Linked DNA regions of Mus musculus: region 1 is linked to region 2. A link is a contact called in public Hi-C data. All regions are on one chromosome and are shown on one strand. Each heading gives the region's core, a stretch centred on a gene start, on an enhancer-like site or on the middle of the called end of the contact. The rest is flanking DNA. Distances are from core to core; before and after follow the strand shown.

Evidence for each region. Hi-C and Micro-C count contacts between places; a contact is called where the count stands out from the background.
Region 1: a Hi-C map of adipose-derived mesenchymal stem cells shows a contact between it and region 2, with 1.8 times the contacts expected there. The contact joins two enhancer-like sites. A contact is called at or near these places in 1 of 15 datasets of contacts at CTCF or cohesin (the NIH/3T3 cell line), 1 of 484 Hi-C or Micro-C datasets (adipose-derived mesenchymal stem cells) and 2 of 115 datasets of contacts at active chromatin or transcription factors (embryonic hindbrain and vascular smooth muscle cells).

Annotation. Positions count from the first base shown.
Region 1 is chr9:41,325,781-41,331,530 of GRCm38.p6, reverse strand. No RefSeq gene overlaps it. Among named protein-coding and RNA genes, the nearest start is that of Gm25401, 11 kb to the left of the region's middle. Within about 2 kb of position 4,485, at least 122 of the 459 cell types and tissues checked have an H3K27ac peak or open chromatin away from gene starts, as enhancers often do. A contact at or near this core is called in adipose-derived mesenchymal stem cells, where this site is marked.
Region 2 is chr9:41,252,372-41,258,679 of GRCm38.p6, reverse strand. No RefSeq gene overlaps it. Among named protein-coding and RNA genes, the nearest start is that of 1700063D05Rik, 49 kb to the right of the region's middle. Within about 2 kb of position 1,264, at least 11 of the 459 cell types and tissues checked have an H3K27ac peak or open chromatin away from gene starts, as enhancers often do. A contact at or near this core is called in adipose-derived mesenchymal stem cells, where this site is marked.

The DNA of each region.
Region 1 (5,750 bases), core at 3,236-5,735, 70 kb before region 2:
TGCTGCTTCCTCTCTATTGCTTGCTCAGTCTGTTTTCTTTACAGAACCAAAGACAAGGATTTGGCCCCTCCTCCATCAGTCACTAACAAATAATACCCTCTTGAGACTAGCCTGTCTACAGCTCACTCTAATGGAGGCATTTTCTCAGTAGAGGTTCCCTCGTGTAGATGACTATAGCTGCATCAAGTTGGCATAAATCTAGCCAGCAGTTTTGGATGGTTTAACTTTGAAAGGTCTTACTAAAGCTTCACAAAATCCACCCACACTCCCTCCTTCCTGTCCCCTTCCCCCTCAGTGGCCCTCCACTCCTGTACAAACTTGTCTAAAGGCTGTGGAAAGCCTCTGAAAGAGAACTCTCTGTTAAAAGATAAAGACGTTAAGAACTGAATGCAGACATCTGGGACTTCCATCAGCCTGCTCAGACCTGTATCGCCTACATTCATGTAGGTAGTCCAAGTACGTCTATGCTGCATTGGTTCGACTGGAGGGTGTGTGATCCAAGCAGAGTGGCCCTTTCCTGACATTGGGCACCCTTACAGTTATCAGTATAGAAAATACTCCATTAGGAACAACCGATTTGCTTTGGAAGTGGACCCTTGATCTTTCCATCTCTAAGAGGATCTTTCTATTGCACCACTACACTCACTAAAGCCCAGGAGCTCTGGAGTGCAGGGGTGTTGTGGCTCTCCAGTCAACAATGGCCAGGGGTGCCGAAGAGAAACTTGGTCTTGACACAACTGCATGCTGCTTGTTTTCAGTCCCCCTCAAATCTATGAAGCCATCTTAAGTGTGGACCCGCCATCCATCCATACCTTCCCATTCAAGAAACCCTCTCATGAACATACGAACCATAGAAAAGATAGCTAGATTTGGCTCACCAGTACTGCTAAGTCTGTATACATCTGCACAGGCAACCTTCTCACATCCTTTCTCTGGAGTGAACTTGTTCTAGCCAGCTCATTTTATCATTAACACAGTTTGTACTGTCAACAAATTTCCCTCAAGGGCTATCCATCCACTGCTGGTGACCCACCACAGCCACCCTGGTGTGGACAATGAGAATAACTGGTGCTTACTTTATTACTTACTTTATTATGTTGTCACTAAGTAACAACACCAACCTCCCAAGAGTTTAGGGTTTGTTCCAAGTTATAGCTTCATCTCAGTCACCTCTTAGTTTCCTCATTTATATCTGAGCACAGACAGATGCCAAGAACCCTGGCAATGCCCAGGGGTTTGCATAGAACATCATTCAGCAGGATTTGGGGGTTCAACAAAGAGAATCCAAATCCAGCTCCTCAACCTCTTCATAGAACCATGAGTGAAAGTGGTTTTCTCATTTGTAAAGGAACTGACATGCTATAAAGGTTCTAGCTCTGCTGCGCTTCTGAACTTGGGGACATGGAACTTATGAGTTCCCATGCAGTCTGTCCAACCTGAAGCAGGAAAATCATTCAGACCTACACCCTTTGATGTCACCATAGGCCCAACCTAGTTTGGTTTTGTGTTTTTATCTTCTCAACCCATTACTGGAAACCTATCTATGTCAGTGGATGATGCTGAAGTAAAATAGGGAGAAATGTGAGTTACCTGTAAAGCCCCATAAACCCTCTCAGGCTTATGATAATGTGATACCAGGGGGTTCAGTCTAAGAAGTGTGCCATGAGATAAGGAAACTGAGTCCACAGTGCAGACACAGATTATGCTACTACCAAGCAGCTGCAACTTAGACCTAAAGGATCTAAACTTACATTAACTTAGACATTGTTTGATGCAAATCACTTATTCCTATAAAATCTACCATGCCTTCCTTCCCAAGAGTCCAGTGGATGGAGATGTGGGTTAAACTTAGAATCCACACTCAGCACACTAGGAATAAAGAAACTAGGACATCAATGATATATAGTTTTTAAAATGAATGCAAGACTCAGACTCCTCTCCCCCACTTACACTTGTTATAATCTAAATTTTACCCAGATATGACGACCAGGAGGCCCATCTCTGCTCCATTGCATAGCCTTTGATTATTTTTGTACCTCTAAGAGTTTTGGTGCTATTCTTCAAAACATTGGTTATGACGAGGGAAGGAAGCTGAAGGCAGTAGTGTAAGTAATGGCAAAAGAGTCAGAAGAAAGTTCCAAAATATTGATCACATGTCAGTACAATAAGAAAGGTTCCTGACCCAGACCAACAACCCCACTCATACAAATCTTTCCAAGAAGCAAGGTCTCAGAATCCAGGCTACAGAGGCACATACACACTCACACACACTCTTCCACACTTACACATATACTTATAAACTCACCCATGTACACACAGAATGTATTCACTCACACTCATACACACATGTGCACATGTACACCTCCACATGCAAGCACCCCCATACATGGACACACTCATCCATGCATACACATTCATGCACATAAACACACACACATATGCACACACTCACCTTCAGGAAGACCTGTGTTTTTTCACCCCAGAAAGTGTCTGCGCCTTCAATCAAACCACTCAAGAAAGGTGCCATAAGTTAGAGGGAAGCAAAGGAGCCTGAAGGACCCTCACTGTTGCCTTAGAGAATGGTCTTCATCAAACAAAGCCCATCCATCCATGAAGACCGACCTTAACTTGGAGAAACAGAAAGGCAGATGCAGCTTTCAAAGAGCTCCAGGACTAGATCCAAGAGCAGAAGTCCTCTCTGGAGCACTGGATGGGGGCATAAGTCCCAGCCAGGGTGGATCTGCCTCTCCCTCCTGATCTCCCCTGAGGTCCTGTGACTCACAGCTCTCCACACCTGCTGCCCCTTAAGAGCAGATAGACATAAGTTAAGAGAACAAGGTCAGCTCACAGGCCATGCATTCTTTGACCACACGCCCCGCCTCTCTCAGGCCTTCCTGGGAGCAGAGGGTAATTAGGAGCTGGTGCTGCCGTATTTGACCCTATGAAAATGCAAGAGCTTTCATTTACGTGCCCTGAATAGATGGCACGTCTGACTTACATATTGGTAGCCTGTGATGTACTGGATGCCAGCAAATATTTAATCCCAGACAAATCAATAATACTTAACTTGCCCTTTTGCTTTGAAAAGGAAAAAAAAATTCCCCTTTGCTCTAAAGATTTGTGCATAATATTGCAAAATAGCTCAGGACACAGTCTCCCTTCAAGCCGTGTAGTTTCCTAAGCCCAGCCCTCAGATATTTTTAAAGGAACTGTCTTTGCACACTTGCTTGCTCTGCTGAGTGTGACATCATCATCACCTGATGTTACAGAACAATGCTTTAAAGTTGGATCCACTTTCTCAAAAAAAAAAAAAAAAAGAAAGAAAGAAAAAAAAAGATTTAAAGGTGCAAACCTCAGTAAATCAGTGAGTTCACAGCACATGATATTTTTCTTGGCTTGCATCTAGTTCCCATGAGGATCTTGATTTAAATTGTTCATTACAAACTGTCTCTGCCTTCTGCTGGTTATCTCCCTCCAAAACTACACTTTATCACTACACATACTCTTAAAAAGATACAGTCGTTCCTGAGAAGCAGAGAGTTGAATATTTTTTTAAAAAGACATTTTTTTGCACATTAAACAGGAAAAAAGCTCTTCTCTCTCTCTCTCTCTCTCTCTCTCTCTCTCTCTCTCTCTCTCTCTCTCTCTCTCCCCCTCCCCCCCATCCCCAAGGGTTCTCAATTCAGCCTCCAAACCTACCAAAAGTTTCAGAAACAATGACAGAAATAAGCTAACTCCCTTCTATCTTTGGCAGCACAAAAGCTAACTTCATGAAAGCCACCCTTGCCAAGAATTAATGCCATGCAAACCACATCCACATTTGACTGTGACTGCTACATCGGTTCACCACAATATTTACTTGAAAAACATATAATTTGCAGTAGAGAAGAAAGAGAAAGAAGAAAGAGAAAACTCCTGTACCAAAAAAAAAAAGTTTCTTTCAAATGCAAATTAATCCAAAGATATATCTTTCCCTGTTTTTGGAAAATCACTCTAGCATAAGAAAACCATAGTTCGCGTGGGAAAAAAAATATTGGTATATGAACACCCACCAGTTGAAAAGACAATTAAATTGCTGTCAGTTCCCTGAACTACTAAGAAAAGACGACTCCTGACTCTGGAAGCCTTGAGAGTACTTGATTAGCTTCTACTGACCTAAGAAGTCTTCTGGTCCCAGGTAGCCAACAACATTCTTTTCTTCTCCAGTGAGATGCTGGTGTGAACATCAGAGGGCATTGTATTACTGAACTGATCAGAAAATAACATTGTTACTGATCTTCTGAGAGAGAGAGAGAGAGAGAGAGAGAGAGAGAGAGAGAGAGAGAGAGAGAGAGAGGCAAAGCACAATGTAATGGAGCATTCTTCCTGGTAGGGAAAAAAAAAAGTAAAGGCAGCCCTGCTGGACTGAGTTCAAACATAGCTGACAGACTCCGGGAGAATTTACACTGAGCATGCTTGCCTGCGCGGCTTGCATGAGACACTCTTAATGAATATTACTTCCTTCCCACTGGCTAGCCCTGGAAGTCCACACCCTCCCCTCTTTCAGAAGTCAGGAACTTAGCATCAGCCAAAGCCCAGAAAACAGACTTCCAGGGAGGCCTTGTCTCCCTGATCCATAAACTTTCAGGTTATGACCTGCGGGTCAGCATGACAAATAGAACATGGGGTGAGTTTTCTCTGCCCTTGATTATGTTCCCGGCTTTGTGCCTGCCTGTCCGAAATGGCAGCTACCCCAGAGAGAAGAAAAACAGACGGCTGGCTTTTTCTCTAAAGAAAGAGCTGTCCCAAATGCCTGGATAAAGGCCTTTCTCCAGCCAGCTCTGGGAGCCAGGTCAGAAGGAAGGTTTTTCTTGTGACTTAAAATTCATTGCAATTATTTTTAACTTCTGGCTACAATGAACTAAAATGCCTACCAGTTTTGAAAGCTTACCTGTCACCTCTCTCTAAAATGCTGTGTAACTAAATCTAATCTAAGAATACGCTTAGAATCCATTTTAGCCTGATGTGTCTAACATGCGCATTGCATCCGTGGGCATTCAGCCGACACTGTAAGGCAGGTATTTCTTATTGTTGTGGTTGTTGCTGCTGCGGCTGCCACTGTTGCTTTCCATACAATATTTTCCCTTTCCCTAAGACAGAAAGTCTAAAAATTTAAAAATAGGCTATTTTTCTGACGGTCTTGGAAGACAAGATTGTTACTCAGGGAAGAGGGGACGTGGGGAGGGAAGCCTCAGACAGCATTCACAACAAAAACAGAGGGCACTTTCCTTTTTGAGGAATGATATTGAAATCTATTTTATTATCCACCTGATATTTTCAGATTCCCGTTTATAAGTGCCAAATGACAGTTATATAACATTAAATACTCATTTAAATGACAGTGCTTACTTATCCAGCAAGCTCCAGCAAAGCACACACAGAGTTTTGTTTGAAAAACAATGACATTAGAGTTTAAAAGGGCAAAAGAAACTACGCTTACAAAGAAACATTATCCTCGCAAGCCTCTGAGACAAAGCTTGCCTGGCCAGCATTGATCCATGATTGACAAAAGGTATCTGTCTAAACCTGACAAGAAAGCCAGCTTCTCCTAGGGCCTGTAGCCATGACACAGCCATGCTGTGCTTCTGGTTGGTCCTGTTGTCTGAGGCTGTTGTTACACAAACATCTCCTTGCCTCCTGCTCTTGAACAAATTCAGTCACTCACACGTGCCTCCTTTTCTGTAATTCTGAGAATTTTGGGAGTGTTCAGA
Region 2 (6,308 bases), core at 15-2,514:
TGGAGACTATTGCACATCCCACAATTCCTCAATATGCCAATTTCCCCCTGCAGCTGTTAACATCTACAGTACAGTTTCTATACCTAAGGCTCATGGAGCATCATGGAAGAGGGAGCAAAAGGTTGTAAAAGCCAGGGGATCAGGATATCTGCTACCAAAGAGTGTCTTCTATACATGACAGGGAAGTTGAAATATTAATGATAGTTGATTTAAGCAAGACCTGAATGATGACAATACCGGTTGACATGCCAGTGTGAACCAGGGAAATCTCACAAGGCTCCACCCCTAGATAAAGAGCTATAAGTGATTGATGGCTGGTGAGAGGAAAAGAATCAGTGTTTTCCAACAATGAACCCCCTGACAGGTTATCAAATCTCAAGTGATGAGCACTAAACACATATGCATATCAGAAACACTAAATGTATGCAGCTGGCTGTGTTTACATATACACATACATATATTGGAGTTGGAGGAGGGAGAGTATAAGGTAGAAATGACACAAATAAACTCACGTATGAAGTTCTCAAAAATAGTAATAATAATAGCTTTAGAAGATCACATGGAAATGCTATTCTACCACTTATCATTAGATCATATTATGACGCCCAGGCAACCACGTAAGTGAATGAGAGATAGCTTATTCCAGAGGAGGAAAGAGTGAGCATGGCTCAGGAATAGAGATTCAGGTTGCTTCAAAACACCACATTCCAGTGTTAGGACCATTTTGACAAGTTTATATAGTAATAAAATAAAGAAAATCATGAGTCAGGACACTTTTAAGATACATTATAGGAAACATCATGTAGGTAGATTACAGCCAAGTATGGAAATCTCCATAATAGGCTACAGATGGCAACTGATAACAACACTCTTAGCATCTCCAACCTTATCAACTGTTACGAAGATTATGTAAGAGCATATAAATACGAGGGATTTCGCATTTTATCTAACATGGCGTGGGGGTTATTACACTGTGGTTGAACACCAACATCTAACTCTGAATATCTCTTTTTTAGCTCATGACCTCTTGGCACTTCCACCTATCTTCTTTAGGTAAGATTTAGGCTATAGCATTATCCAATTGATAGCTATCTCCAGTTGTGTAATAGCACACCAAAGGAGATAGTTAAGAATTGGACTCCAAAAAAAGACCTCTGAGTTATCTTCCTGGAATGGCAAGAACCAGTTCACTGTGAGTCATTCAGACAATCTTTCCCTATCCCCAAATGAGTTACTGTCATAGCTGCAAGCACCTCCACCCGTTGTCTCCACCCATAATTGTGAATCAGGGTTTCCATCCAGATAACCAGCTTATGAGAATGCAGAACCCAGGAGCCTGGCCTCATTAGCACCACATGAGAGACAGTTGGTTTCCTGATCCTAGATCTCTATCTATGTCCATTCATATTCACCAAGTTTACCTTTTGATTATAAATGAATGAAAGCTCTATACACCTCAATAAAAAAGTTAAACTTTGTTTTTGTTATGTTCCAGAATAGAATCTGGGAAAGAGTTAGAGAATAAGCATGCCATGTGTGTGTGTGTGTGTGTGTGAGAGAGAGAGAGAGAGAGAGGGGGGGGGGAGAGAGAGATTCGCTTTTAAAATACCTGGAGTTTCAACACGGGAGTGTTTATATAGTAACTTGCATTGGTTTCAGGCATGCTGGCAGCAGATCAAATCCCCAGCCAAGTGTTACAGCCGTAATTTTATTTTGATTTTAATTAGTATCAATTAAGACTAAAAAAATAGACAGTGTGGACGAACAATGTGTGGTTGGCTCTAACAAGTAAATTAGATACTTTGCAGGAAAGAGAAAGAGAAAACCAAGGGGACGCTGCTTTCTTTTCTAATCCCTTGATCCTCCCCATAGCTGCTGCTCTGGGCAACTCGAGATTCTGGGATAGTGCCTGTGTTAATTCTCAGGGATTCACATCTGTGGTGGGAAATTAAAGGTAGGAAATATGTACACCTCAGACTGCCTTCCAACATACTAATGGGCTTACATTGTCTTGCACTGAGTCCCTGAATCATGTATGAATTCCTCTTTTTCACTTCACGTCTGCAACACTCACAGTATAGGACTCACTGAGATGTTCTGTCTGCTTTTTTTTTCTTCATTCTGTCACCTAACCCCAGGTAACCTTGTGGATAAGAAACTCTGTAATGAAAGGCATCTGGCAGTGTCCTGATAAATGTTAACAGATTTTTTAAATATTTTTATTTAGATGAGTAGGTGGAGATAGATAGATAGATAAATAGATAGATAGATAGATAGATAGATAGATAGATAGATAGATAGATAGATAGATAGATAGATGATGGATAGATAGATGATAGATAGATAGATAGATAGATAGATAGATAGATAGATAGATAGATAGATAGATAGATAGATAGATAGATAAGAGAATGATAAGGTAGATGATATAAAATAAGTATCTAGCAAAATGTTACTGACATATTTGGGCTATAGTATAGTGAACTATTTACAAATAATGATATAATACTACCAATACTATGTAAGTCTATTGTTTCATACAATATAAATATAACACTCTTTATCATAAGGTTTGTGTAGAAGCCGGTTCTTAGCATGAGTTCATTCATAGATTTCTGCCAAACTCTCGTCCTCATGTCTACAGTGAGAGCACACCAGCTCCAAGCACCCATCCCTGCACAGCCCTTCTGGTGTATAAACCTGCATCCACCCTGAGCCATATGTGTGGTTATCCCTGTAGGCTGTTAAGCCTGTGCACACAGTATGACAATGATATGGAAAATAACTTACCTACAGCTTACTGCAGACAGTACTCGAGCTGCAGGTCTGAGCTGCTTGGCCACAGCATAACCCCCTGCATGCAAGCCTCCCCGTGAGCCTGGCGTGCTACCTTGTGGCCCAGAATAGCTAGTTTCTAACCACCAATGAGATTGCTTCTGAAGACGGATTTGGGGAGACTTGAGCAATATCTACATTACAGTGTAGAAGCAACTTCAAGCATATGGGGAATATTGAAATGTAGTAAAATAAACAGAAGAGGACACTGGATGGACAATTATTACTTGTGTGTCTGGGTGTGTGCATGTGTGTGCACGTGCATATGCACGTGTGTACACATGCACTTGCATGTATGACACCTATGGAAGTCGGAAGGCAACCTGTGGGACTCAGTTCTCTCTTTCCATCATGTGAGTTCTAGGGGTCAAACTCAGTTCACCAGACTCGGTAGCACGTTCCTTCTGAGCCAACGTACCAGTCCTATCATTTTTGTTTTAATATAATTTGTAACACTGTGAGTATACACAATCTAAGTTGTAAGAATGGCCACATTTAGTAACTGATGGGCAAACTTCCTAAACCTTAACAGACATGGTGGCTCTTGGGGGCCTTTGTGAGTCAACCTCGGCACATCGCTAAATCCATCTAAGCAATCTGATTCTTTTTTCTTTTTCTTCTTTTATTAACTAATTATTTTATTTATATACATCCCAAATGCTGATCCCTCATGGTACCCCCTCAAAGAAGTCTTTCCCCAATTCCCTCCCCTTTGCCTCTGAGAGAGTCTCCTCCCCCATTATCTCTCCATGCTGGGTCATCAAGCCTCTATAATAGTAAGAATGATCATAGTGAGACCTGAACCTGAAGTTCAGGGAGAGTCCAGAGACTGAAGGAGCCAGCCTATCCCTTCACAAGTTGTGCTAGGCTCATGCCTTTAACCCCAGTACTCTCGAGGCAGATCTCTGAATTCTGTGTCAATAAGGTCTACATAGAGAGTTCTGGGTCAGCCAAGGCTACATATACACTGAAGCTCTGTCTCAAAAAAATAAAATGGAAGCCAGATCTCTTATGCTCACCCAGTGCCTCCCTCACTTGAACCCTGGGCAGTTGGCTTCCCATAGGTATTGCATTCAAGCCTCCACACTTCACACACTATCAGAAGCAGTGTCCAGATCAAAGCAGAGAAGAACAGATAAACTTGGAATGAGGATGGACTATGCCACTGGCTTCTCAGACTTGGTCTCTGTAACTTTGAGCAATCGTAGTGCAAAGTCCTTGTTGCTAGGGTTTTCAGGTCGAGATCAATGGCTCCAGGCCTGGTTTACTTCAGTTTTCTCCTTATAAATTACAGTTCACATTTGCCTGTTAGAGGCCCCTGACTATGTCAGTGTATTAAACTTCGATGAAGGGAAATTCCAGGAACTTGGAATCTGATGGACAGAGATGAACAGATGTCATTACCCACATCCTCCTCACCAGAGGTTCATGAAGCCTGTGTCCCAGCCAGAGGTCAATTATAAGACCGCCTCCTTCTGTTCTGCACCAGAGAAGTATCCCCTGGCTGTTAACTTTTAACCAATGACTTCTGTTTAGAAAAAGCAAAAGAAATGACCAAAACATAGACAAAGGCATTATTAATACAAACTCACTTGTTTCTGAACTAACCATATAGTATCCATATAGAAATATATGTCCATATATCAAATATATACTATATACACTTCTATGCATGTGTACCACTGTGTAATACATATAGGCTATGCATACTGTATTCATATGTAACTTCTATCTATTCACTAGTACAGATCATCTGAAACTTATCTCTCAGCTAACCTCCTAGTGCTTACACAACTAAGTAATGCCGGAGGCACAATTAGGCTATGCAGTTTTGACTGAGTTTGAGTGCATAGCTTCTTAAACATAAAACCCACTTCTGAATCACTTCATATGGAGCAAGGTCAGGTCAGTGCTTCTCAACCTTCACATGAAGGTCATTTGTTTTTCAGTCAAGGCTATATCTTAGTCTTCTCATAACCAATTTAAGTGAGAACCACAGCCCAACATGGTCAATGAAGCAATAATGATAGCTATACACTAAGGATAGTGTATGTCCTTGTCCATCTTAATTTCTGTGTTCATGCACTGACATCCTCAGATACAGAGATGTGATTCACTAAAGCCTACAACATTATTAAATGTTGTGCTCAGCAATCTGCTGCTTCAGTCTGTAACTGTGATGGACATCCCTTCGGGTTAACCCTAGTCAGAGCTAGAATAATCTTGTCTGAGGAGTGCGTTGGATTTGCTTGAATGCTTGTATTATGTTAACTGAATTCCCAAAATTGCACGAGAATCCTGCATGTAAGACGTCGAGGGTCCTTGCCCCCACTGGGTTCTGATTGGTAAATAAAGTTGCCAGCCACTAAAGGCTGGGCAGGGAGATAGAGATGGGACTTTAGGATTCTTGTGCTGGGGGACAGGAGAAGAAGGAAAATTGCCATGCCAGGAAAGGAGTAAGATGGAGACTTGGGAGCTGCAGAAGACAGAGGACCAGTCATGTAAGAGTCGGGGAAGAGCTAAGATAGCAAAGATGGAATATAGATGTTAGAAAGTAATAACTCAGGAGTATCAGAGGGAAGATATTAGCAACATGGAAGTTTGGGAGTAGCCCAAGCATTGAGTTGATTAAGGCATATTAAATGTAAGGCTGCATGTGTGTCTTTTATGGGACAAAATCAAGGAACTCGCGCTGTAGCCAGGGCAAGAGGAGTCCCTCCATGAAAATAGCATTTTATGACAAACCACACAGTATTGTAAAGGAAGAGTAAGGAAGAAATACCAGAGACCTCCTCATAAAAGCTTAAAAAGTATTTCAGGAATCGGAGCTGTGGGCTTACTCTAGAGAATGGAAAGGGTGTGTAGAAGGAATATAAGAATTGCTAGACAGAAAACAATAATTGCTCTGGGCTCTGTCATATAGGTCACAGAGGAGACAGAGGAACCAAAAGCCATCTGTGTTCATTTGAATATGGTAAGCTCATGGGAAGTGTCACTATTAGGAGGTGTAGCCTTGTTGGAGGAAGTGTGTCACTATATAGGTGGATTTTGAGGCCTTCTAGTGCTCAAACTCTGCACAGTATGGAAAGAGACTCTCCTCCTGGCTGCCAGAGGAAGACAGTCTTCCCCTGGCTGCCTTCAGATCAAGATGTAGAACTCTCTGCTCTTCCAGCACCATGTCTGCCTGCAGGCTGCCATGCTTCCCACCTTGATGATAACGGACTGAACCTCTGAAACTGTAAGCCAGCCCCAATTAGATGTTGTCCTTTTTAAGAATTTGCCTTTTTTCCTATTGACAGTGTCCTTTGCCTTATAGAAGCTTTGCAATTTTATGAGGTCCCATTTGTCAATTCTTGATCGTAGAGCATAAACTATTGATGTTCTGTTCAGGAAAGGATGGAAGGAACTGAAGGAGCTTGCAGCCCTATAGAAGGAACAACAATGTGAACCAACCAGTACCCCCAGAGCTCCCG